2 separate regions of the Hordeum vulgare genome follow, and region 2 is linked to region 1. The links are chromatin contacts, called in public Hi-C maps. All regions are on one chromosome and are shown on one strand. Each heading gives the region's core, a stretch centred on a gene start, on an enhancer-like site or on the middle of the called end of the contact. The rest is flanking DNA. Distances are from core to core; before and after follow the strand shown.

Evidence for each region. Hi-C and Micro-C count contacts between places; a contact is called where the count stands out from the background.
Region 2: a contact with region 1 is called in a Hi-C map of seedling, with 3 times the contacts expected there. The contact joins the promoter of LOC123440687 here to the promoter of LOC123445213 in region 1. A contact is called at or near these places in 2 of 6 Hi-C or Micro-C datasets (leaf and seedling) and 1 of 1 datasets of contacts at active chromatin or transcription factors (embryo).

Annotation. Positions count from the first base shown.
Region 1 is chr3H:571,971,808-571,975,777 of MorexV3_pseudomolecules_assembly, reverse strand. LOC123445213 (small ubiquitin-related modifier 1) reads left to right here and starts at 1,761. Exons shown (of 3, transcript XM_045122171.1): 1 at 1,761-2,002. The coding sequence starts at 1,919.
Region 2 is chr3H:572,204,097-572,208,066 of MorexV3_pseudomolecules_assembly, reverse strand. LOC123440687 reads right to left here and starts at 2,181. Exons shown (of 3, transcript XM_045117244.1): 1 at 1,811-2,181; 2 at 981-1,196; 3 at 379-838. The coding sequence starts at 2,120. The coding sequence ends at 732.

The DNA of each region.
Region 1 (3,970 bases), core at 512-3,011:
CTGCGCAAAAACAACACCATGGCAATTCTGCTGAAAACAGCGTCAGTTCGGGTTAGTTCCATTCAAATCATGCAAATTAGAGTTCAAAGCAAGGGCAAAAGAGTTTGGAAAAGTAGATACGATGAAGACGTATGAATAACCAACAGTCCGTCTCTAGCCGAATGGTAGCGAACAAGTGCGTTAAGCGCTCGATTGTGGGTTCGACTCCCTGCTAATGCATATTTTTGACCGAGCGAATTAAGTGCTCGGTCCTGCCTGTCAGTGTGGGTCTCGCCTGTTAGTGTGTGTGCTCTTGTTGTTTAATGGACTCGTGTGTGCTTCTGTTGTCAAGTGGATCCCACGTGTCAGTGTGTGATCTCTGTTGAACGAGAAGTGAGCAAAAATGACAGGTAAGCTGAGGTGGCTGCGTAACCATCCTATTGCATTCGAACTAATTAGTAATAGCTATTTATATTGGTCATTATCAACTAGAAATAAGGTAGTGGCCGGTGTTGTCCGCTTTACGACCATTTCCAGTTAGGAAGTTACGACCTTTCTGATGAAAATGGTTGTTAGTTTTTGGGGTTAGGACCCCTCCGGACAGCTTACGACCAATTGGTCTTAAATGATCGTAGATTTACGACCATTTCTGCCAGCGTCACTGCCAGAAGGTCGTTAGTTGACATATTTCTTATAGTGGTTTCCTGAAACTCGAGCATTGTTTCAGGAAAGCGGTCCTGAAGCTGGGGCTCCTCACCTCTGTCCTGCTCTCCTCCGCCCGTTCCCGACGAGTCCCCATCGCCACGTGCCATGGAGGAGCTGAGCCGCCAACGGCCGGTGCCTCACGCCGCCTAGCGTCGTCGGATCCGCGCCATCCCGCTTTCCTCCGCCCGGCCCTACGCCCCAGATGTCGTCCCACCCTTCCTTACGCCCCCGATGCCGGCCGCTCGCCCCGACGTCGGCCGACCCTCCGCCCCCCGCCGCACACCCTCCGTCCCCGATGTCGGTCGGCCCTTCCCTCCCCCCATCCTTCCCCCACCCCGTCCCGCGAAGCCGCTCCCGTCGCAGCCCCTCCGCCCCTGATGCCAACCGACCCTCCCCTCCCCCCCCCACGCCGCCAGCCGCTCGCCCCCCACGCCGGCGGGCCCTCCGCACACTGCTAGCCGCACCAACAACGGTTGCAAAAATTTCTGCAACATGACCTTTTATTGCAAAAGTTTTCTGCAATATGACGTGTGTTGCAAAATTTCTCCCGCAACAACACCTATGCTGCAGAAAGACGAAGAAAAAAATTCTGCAAAAAAACGATTGTTTCTGGAACTAGACCGTTGTTTCAGTAATTAATGGGTCCAAAGTTTATTTTTTCGCAACAAAGTGATTGTTTCTGTAACTCGGTCGTCGTTTTAAAAATTATTGGGTGTCCAGCACGCACGGATCGAACGGTTACGCACATAGATCGAACAGTCGTCGAGGTGACGGATATTTACTAAACATTCACACGTGGATGCGTAGCAGCCTCCTTTTTAAAATCGTCTCAGAAAAAAAGACTCACGGATTGTATGGGACCCGCGGCATCGGTCCCGATTCCCGCGTGTGAATCACGCACGCGCGGCCCACGAGGCGACAGGCGGACGGGCGGATTGGTGGGTTCCCGAACAGCCCGCGCCGTAGCCCGTCAATCCATCGGACGCGCGGAGCTACGCGGCCCACACACGCAGGCTTGCAGAGGAAGAGGAAGGGGAAGGGATCGCGGACGCGAGGGCCCGTTATCAAATCCGGCTCTGAGCAGCCGCCCTATAAGATCCGCCGGGTCCGCCTGCTCCCGGCGGCACACCCCGAGAAAACACCAGCAGCCGCGATCGCCGGACCTTCCTCGTTCGTTCCTCCCGGCGACGCTGCTGCAGATCGATCCTACGACCCGCGAGGGGCCACCGAGGGGATGTCGACGCCCGGCGGGGAGGAGGACAAGAAGCCGGCGGGCGAGGGCGGCGGCGCCCACATCAACCTCAAGGTCAAGGGACAGGTCCGTCCCCCCGGTTCCTTCCTTCCTTCTCTGCCTGCTTCCCTCCTCTGTGCCCATCTTCAGATTTCCCTAGTCGCCATCGCTCTTTGTCCCTAGGTGTCCAAGGATATAGATTCCCTTGTAGAATCGCGTAGGCCGCTCTGGTTTTGGATCAGGGACACGCCATCCCAGTAGTTCCTGCCATCTGCGCGTCCGTGGAATCGCCAGTGCACGACGTACATGTAGATGATTGATAAGCCTGCGTTATCTTATGATTGAACTCTGAAGAATAGAGAAAACACATCCAGATGCCGGGTTTCTCTTTTGGGGGTAAACAATGGGGCAACAGTAGCAAGATGAAACACTAGAACCCAACACCGGGATCCTTGCCTGCCTTATCGCTTCAGAATATTTTGCAGTAAGATGTGCCTTCTGTGCCGGCGTTTTGTCTGCTGAACAGTGAAGCAAGCCAATTTTCTGTTAACGTGGTCCTATTTTGTTCTTTTGTCAGGTAGATACCGTTTTGTTGCAACCATTGTATGCTGTTGTCAGTGAGCTCTTTGAGCATGTCAAATGTTTTTATGTTCTGTATTCATTCACATGGAAAATTGTAGTGCTAGTGAGCTTTTATCGAATGGAGGTGATTGAATCCAGTTTCTGTTGGCAAAACTTTGACAGAGAATCTAGTTTATTACTGGTCATTGTTGGTAATCTACAGTTGTGAAGTGACTGCCAGCAGTAACACTTTTCCGCACCAAATAGTTAGGCAAAAGTTTTATGTGAACTTCTTTGTTCTGTTAGTATAATGTCAATAGACAGATGTTTGTAGTGACAAATTGGTAAAGCTTGCCAAACCAACAAATTTGAGGTTGTTTGGTTTGAAAAAGTGTCTTAACAATATGCTTGCTAATTTAAGGACAGCGCGAGGCTTTTGTTTTTTCTGGTTTAATTAGGACAACCATAGTGTTGCTGAACATTTTCATCAAATGAAAGTGATTGAATCCAGTTTCTGGTAACAAAAGTTATCAACAGTCTTATATAATATACGTTGATCACTGTCTTGTTGAAGTGACTACCAGAACGATTACTTTCAGACCACATTGTTAGGACAAAGTTCTGTTTTAAGCATCTCTATTCTGTTAGTATAATGTCAAATAGACAGATGTTGGTAGTGACAAGTTTGTAAAGCTTGCCAACCAAAAAAATTGAGGTTGTTTGGTTTGAAAAATTGTCTTAAAAATATGCTTGCTAATTGAAGGACAGTATGAGCCTTTTTTTTTTTGGTTTAATCAGAACAACTCTAGTATTGCTTTCATCAAATGAAGGTGATTGAAACAGTTTTTGGTAGCAAAAATTGTCAACAGTGAGAATTTATCATACATTGGTCACTGTCTCTGTCGAAGTGTCCACCAGAACGAACACTTTCAGATCAAATAGTTAGGCAAAAGTTTCTTTTGAAGCATCTCTATTCTGTTACCAGTTTAGACATATTTTAGTAACTTGCAGTTGGCAAAGCCATCCAAACCAAATAATAGGGTGGTTTATTGTAGAATGTCCGAACAATATGTTTATTTTCGGGTATTTGGGTTTAGAGGCCAAAGCATCAGATACTTTTTCGGGTAGTTGGGTACTTTGGCCTGTCATGACTTGTTTATCCATCCCTTAATATATCCCTTTGTGAATACCAAGGCATCAGATTTTTTTTTCATAATACTTGGTTTCATGTTAAAAAAATACATTTGTTGTAATACCCTCGTATGAACATGTGTCACAACATCATTTAAAATTAAAAAAGGTAGTACTCTAGATACTGGTTAGCAGCACCTCTTGGTAAAAACAGACTACATTCAGTGATCAAACTGAAAGCATGCACTGCTTGGTGCAAGTATGTTTCCATGTTGCAGGAATTTTGCAGTTGATGATTGTGTTATTTCAGTAGTTACAGTAGGATGATGTGTTGATGTCTGCTTTTACTTCTCACATTGCATA
Region 2 (3,970 bases), core at 932-3,431, 230 kb before region 1:
GTATAATTCTTCAGGGATTTACGTGGGTATTAGTCATACCAAGTAACCCATCTCTATGTGGCGAAATACTGAATACTTCTTCTCTCTCTCTTTTTTGAATCTCCAGCATGCATATGCATTGTGAAATACTGAATAATTGTGCATAGGATACATTCAAACCAAAAAGAAGTTGCTATTCCTAGAAAAAAATTGTAAAACCCAGGATTTCCTGTAATTAAAAAGTATACTTCTGTTTTGGTACTTCTGTAAAACCAAAAATGTCTTGCAACAAATGCACTGATTACAGATTTCACGGTGCTAGTAGGCTAGTAGCGCTAGCGTTTTGCAGGCAAAATATACCCAAGTTAGGCCAGCCATTGCTATGTTCACAGAAAGACATCGGCAAGTTTTCTGGCATTATATCAAATACAGCGATGTACACAAGAAATACTCCATTGTACAACTGTTCTAACTAGCACTGTATCCAAACCTGAAACTATTGTAACTAGCACTCTGTCTAAAAACCAGAAACTATGGCTCTGGACCAAACTAACTACATGATGGCAATGGGGAATCACTAAATCTCACTAGGCCTCTTAGCCATGCCAGTTTGTCATCATAACCCACTCTGGAGTTGTACCGAGTAACAATGACTCGCGACAAAGCGACAATCAAATCTCAGTCACTGGCATCAACTTGCAAGTTTTCTTTTGAGTAGCAGTAAAATATCAACCTGCAAGAATAGACTGGCATCACCATACTCTCTTGCACGACAGTGAGGTGACCATCTCCTCATCCGATGGCCGCTTGTCGTGACTGCTGGCGAAGCTGCAAGAGCATTTAACTGGCTGCTGTGCTTCTACTCCATTGATTATAACCAACCAATGCAATAAACCAAACAAGAACCTTTCAGATTTCAGAATATTTTGTAGATTATTGGTGAATATAAATAACTGGTTAAGATTCTTGAGAGATTTGTTTAGTTCTCAGTTGCCACTCACCAGAGCCTGAGCTGTAGTCTACTTGTTTAGTCTTCTTAGATGGACTAGCCTCGTCCAATCTGAGTCTTCTCTTCAAACCAAGGGTGATCACATCGGTAAGTAGCTCTTCGACAGCTTTTGACTGCGATGAGCTATTGTGTTGGAGCTTGCACTTCTTGGAACCATTTTCGGTCTCTAACCCAGACTTTCGCTTTGTGGACAGAAGAACTCTGGGCTCTAACAGAGATACCAATTGCAGATTCAGACCAAAATTTCGTTGAAATATCACATTGTATTTAACTTCTGCAAGTGCAGTAGACATAAAGGCGTTCTTCTAGCACTGAAAATATAACGTACTGAATCGTATGATCAGGAAATGCTGCTAAGTATTGTACTTGGTCATTGAGAAATAACACTTGATATGAGATAACTGTTTCGCAACAACCATATGCAAAAGGTTGTGAATCTATGAGGTCATATAGTGTCAAAAGTCACAAAATCAGGAACAGTATAGTTGAGTTGCTCGATGCTGGGACAGTTCCATATTCCAACGCCCTTTACTGATAATCAATATCCAAGTTAGTACTACCTGCATATTGTGTACTTATATTTTGAACTGAACAATTGGACCCTGAACAATTATTTCACTAGTTCGTTTTTTTCGCGGGAATTCTGCTATACTACATTAACGGAGCAAAAACTTCAGGGAATCAGAGAGCAAGAGGTTGGTAAATGTAGCTTCGATTCCCCTCTCGATTGCAAAATGTAGCTTTGATTGCCGAAAATTGACAGGATAGCAGTTGCTCTGTGCTTCTCTAGTACTAAGTCATAGGACAGAAAGGGAGGCGCACCTGGGGGCGAAGGCGCGGGCCCGCCATCGACGGCGACGGGCGCGGAGGGGTCGGCACCCGTGGGCTGCCCGCCCGCGGCGAAGAAGCAGAGGAGCTCGCCCCAGGTGACCGCCAAGGAGACGTAGCCAGAGCCGCAGCTGAGGAAGTAGCCGTTGAGGCCGACGGTGGCCGGGTCCAGCCCCAGCGCGAGGCCCACCTGCGCGAGGTCCACCCCGTCACCTCCCTCCACCTCGATCGCCACCGACGAGGCGGCGTCGGGCGGCGAAGCAGACCCGCGCAGGTGCACTGTCAGGAGCGACGGCGAAGCCATCGGCGGCGCTTCTGCCTCGCACTATCGCTGGTTAGATCAGGGAGAGGGGGGGGGGGGGGGGGGGGAGAGGGAGCGGAACAATGGCGTACGCTCTGGTTGCTTTCTCGCCGCCGCCGCCGCCGTTGCTGCTGGCGCGTTGTGTCGGAGTGTGGGCCGAACCTTGGACAACAATGGGTGAGCAAACGCGCACATTGGCGCTGTGACGATTGTTAGTGCGCTCCTTCGGTTGGCCCAATATTCATTTATTTTAAAAATACTAGCAAAAAAGCCCTGACGTTGCAACGGAAACAAAATTAATAAGGTTCGTTTTAAATCTTATTGCCAGTAAGGCTGAGCCAGGATTTAGGGGGGGGGGGGGGCAGGGCAAGCTGAATAAAAATTTCTAGTGTAAAAGAAAAATACTCCCTCCGTTTCAATATATAAGACCTTTTAGAGATTTCACTAAAAGACTACATACGGAACAAAATGAATGAATCTACATATCTAAAATATGTCTATGTACATTCGTATGTAGTTTATAATGTAATCTCTAAAAGGTCTTATATTTAAAAACGAAGAGAGTATTACAATGATAATATCAGATGTCCCCGAGAGGATAATATGATGTATTGCTTCGGACTATAAAAATATAGTCACACTTGTTTATTTTGAATTGCTCTATGATTACAAATAACAAAAATGTCAGGTACACTCATACTTATAGTAACTAATTATCATTATCAAGCTAACTTCACACATTAGTTCATTACACAAGGAATACTACTACTTTACTGTGATTTCATGATTAAACGATCAAATAATGCAATACAACCACAATGCAAAGCAAGCAGCAACTAGGCCTCAATTGGTACATATATATGCAAAATTTAGAGTATAGAATGTAGTCAGAAATACTCACCAAATTCTGAAGAATTGATGAGCACTCACGGCGGTAGTTTCTTGGGTCTTCAGAAATGATGACTGCTGCGTCGCGGCGGCGCCGCCTCAATCAGATTGGGAGAAACCGTATGGGGGTAGCTGACGGGAATGGGCACTTAACGTGATAGCCTGGGAGCGGAGTAGGCCTAGAGTGGGCCTTCCTATGGACATTTCTTTAGAGAGTTTGCATTAATTAGATTTTGGGGGGCCAGCAGCCCATCACGAAGAGTTTATCTCTAATTACTGCGTAGCTGGTAAGCAAAGTCTGGATCGATAGGGGGGCCAGGCCCTGCTCGCCCCCCTGTCTCGGCGTTTCCTATTTAACGCTGCAGGCACCCGTTTGTGTGCATTTTCGCAAACTGACGCTTATATTATCCTATGATGGGCCGGCCCATTATACTGTGTATTTTAATACTCCACAAGTTATGTTGTCGGTGGGATTCAGACCAGGGACAACCGGTTTCCAAGACGACGTGCAAACAATCCGGACACGTACTAGGATGAGGTTGATTTAATTATTTACTTTTTATTGCTTACTAGCAAAAGGACCCATGCGTTACAACGGGAGAAATAAATACCACACGGCACATGCTCTTAATTTATAAAAAATGTCTATAATGTGAGAATTTATAGTTACGATACAAATAAAGATGGTCTTATCCTACAAAAATGCAGTTCAAAATTTCACAGGTCTTCTATTTTAACACGGCTTGCATGTAGATTTAATACGTACGAAGAATCAGTCAAGTGACCTTCAGTTTCATCTCTAATCCTGATTTTGTTGACGTGTTCATCCCCAACCCGGATGAGTACCGGTATGAAAGAAAGACGAATAATGACTTATTTATTAAGATTTCACCCTAGATAGTATTTTTATTAAACGTTTAACAGATAAAATAATATCATATTTAAATTCTACAAATTTTTCTAAT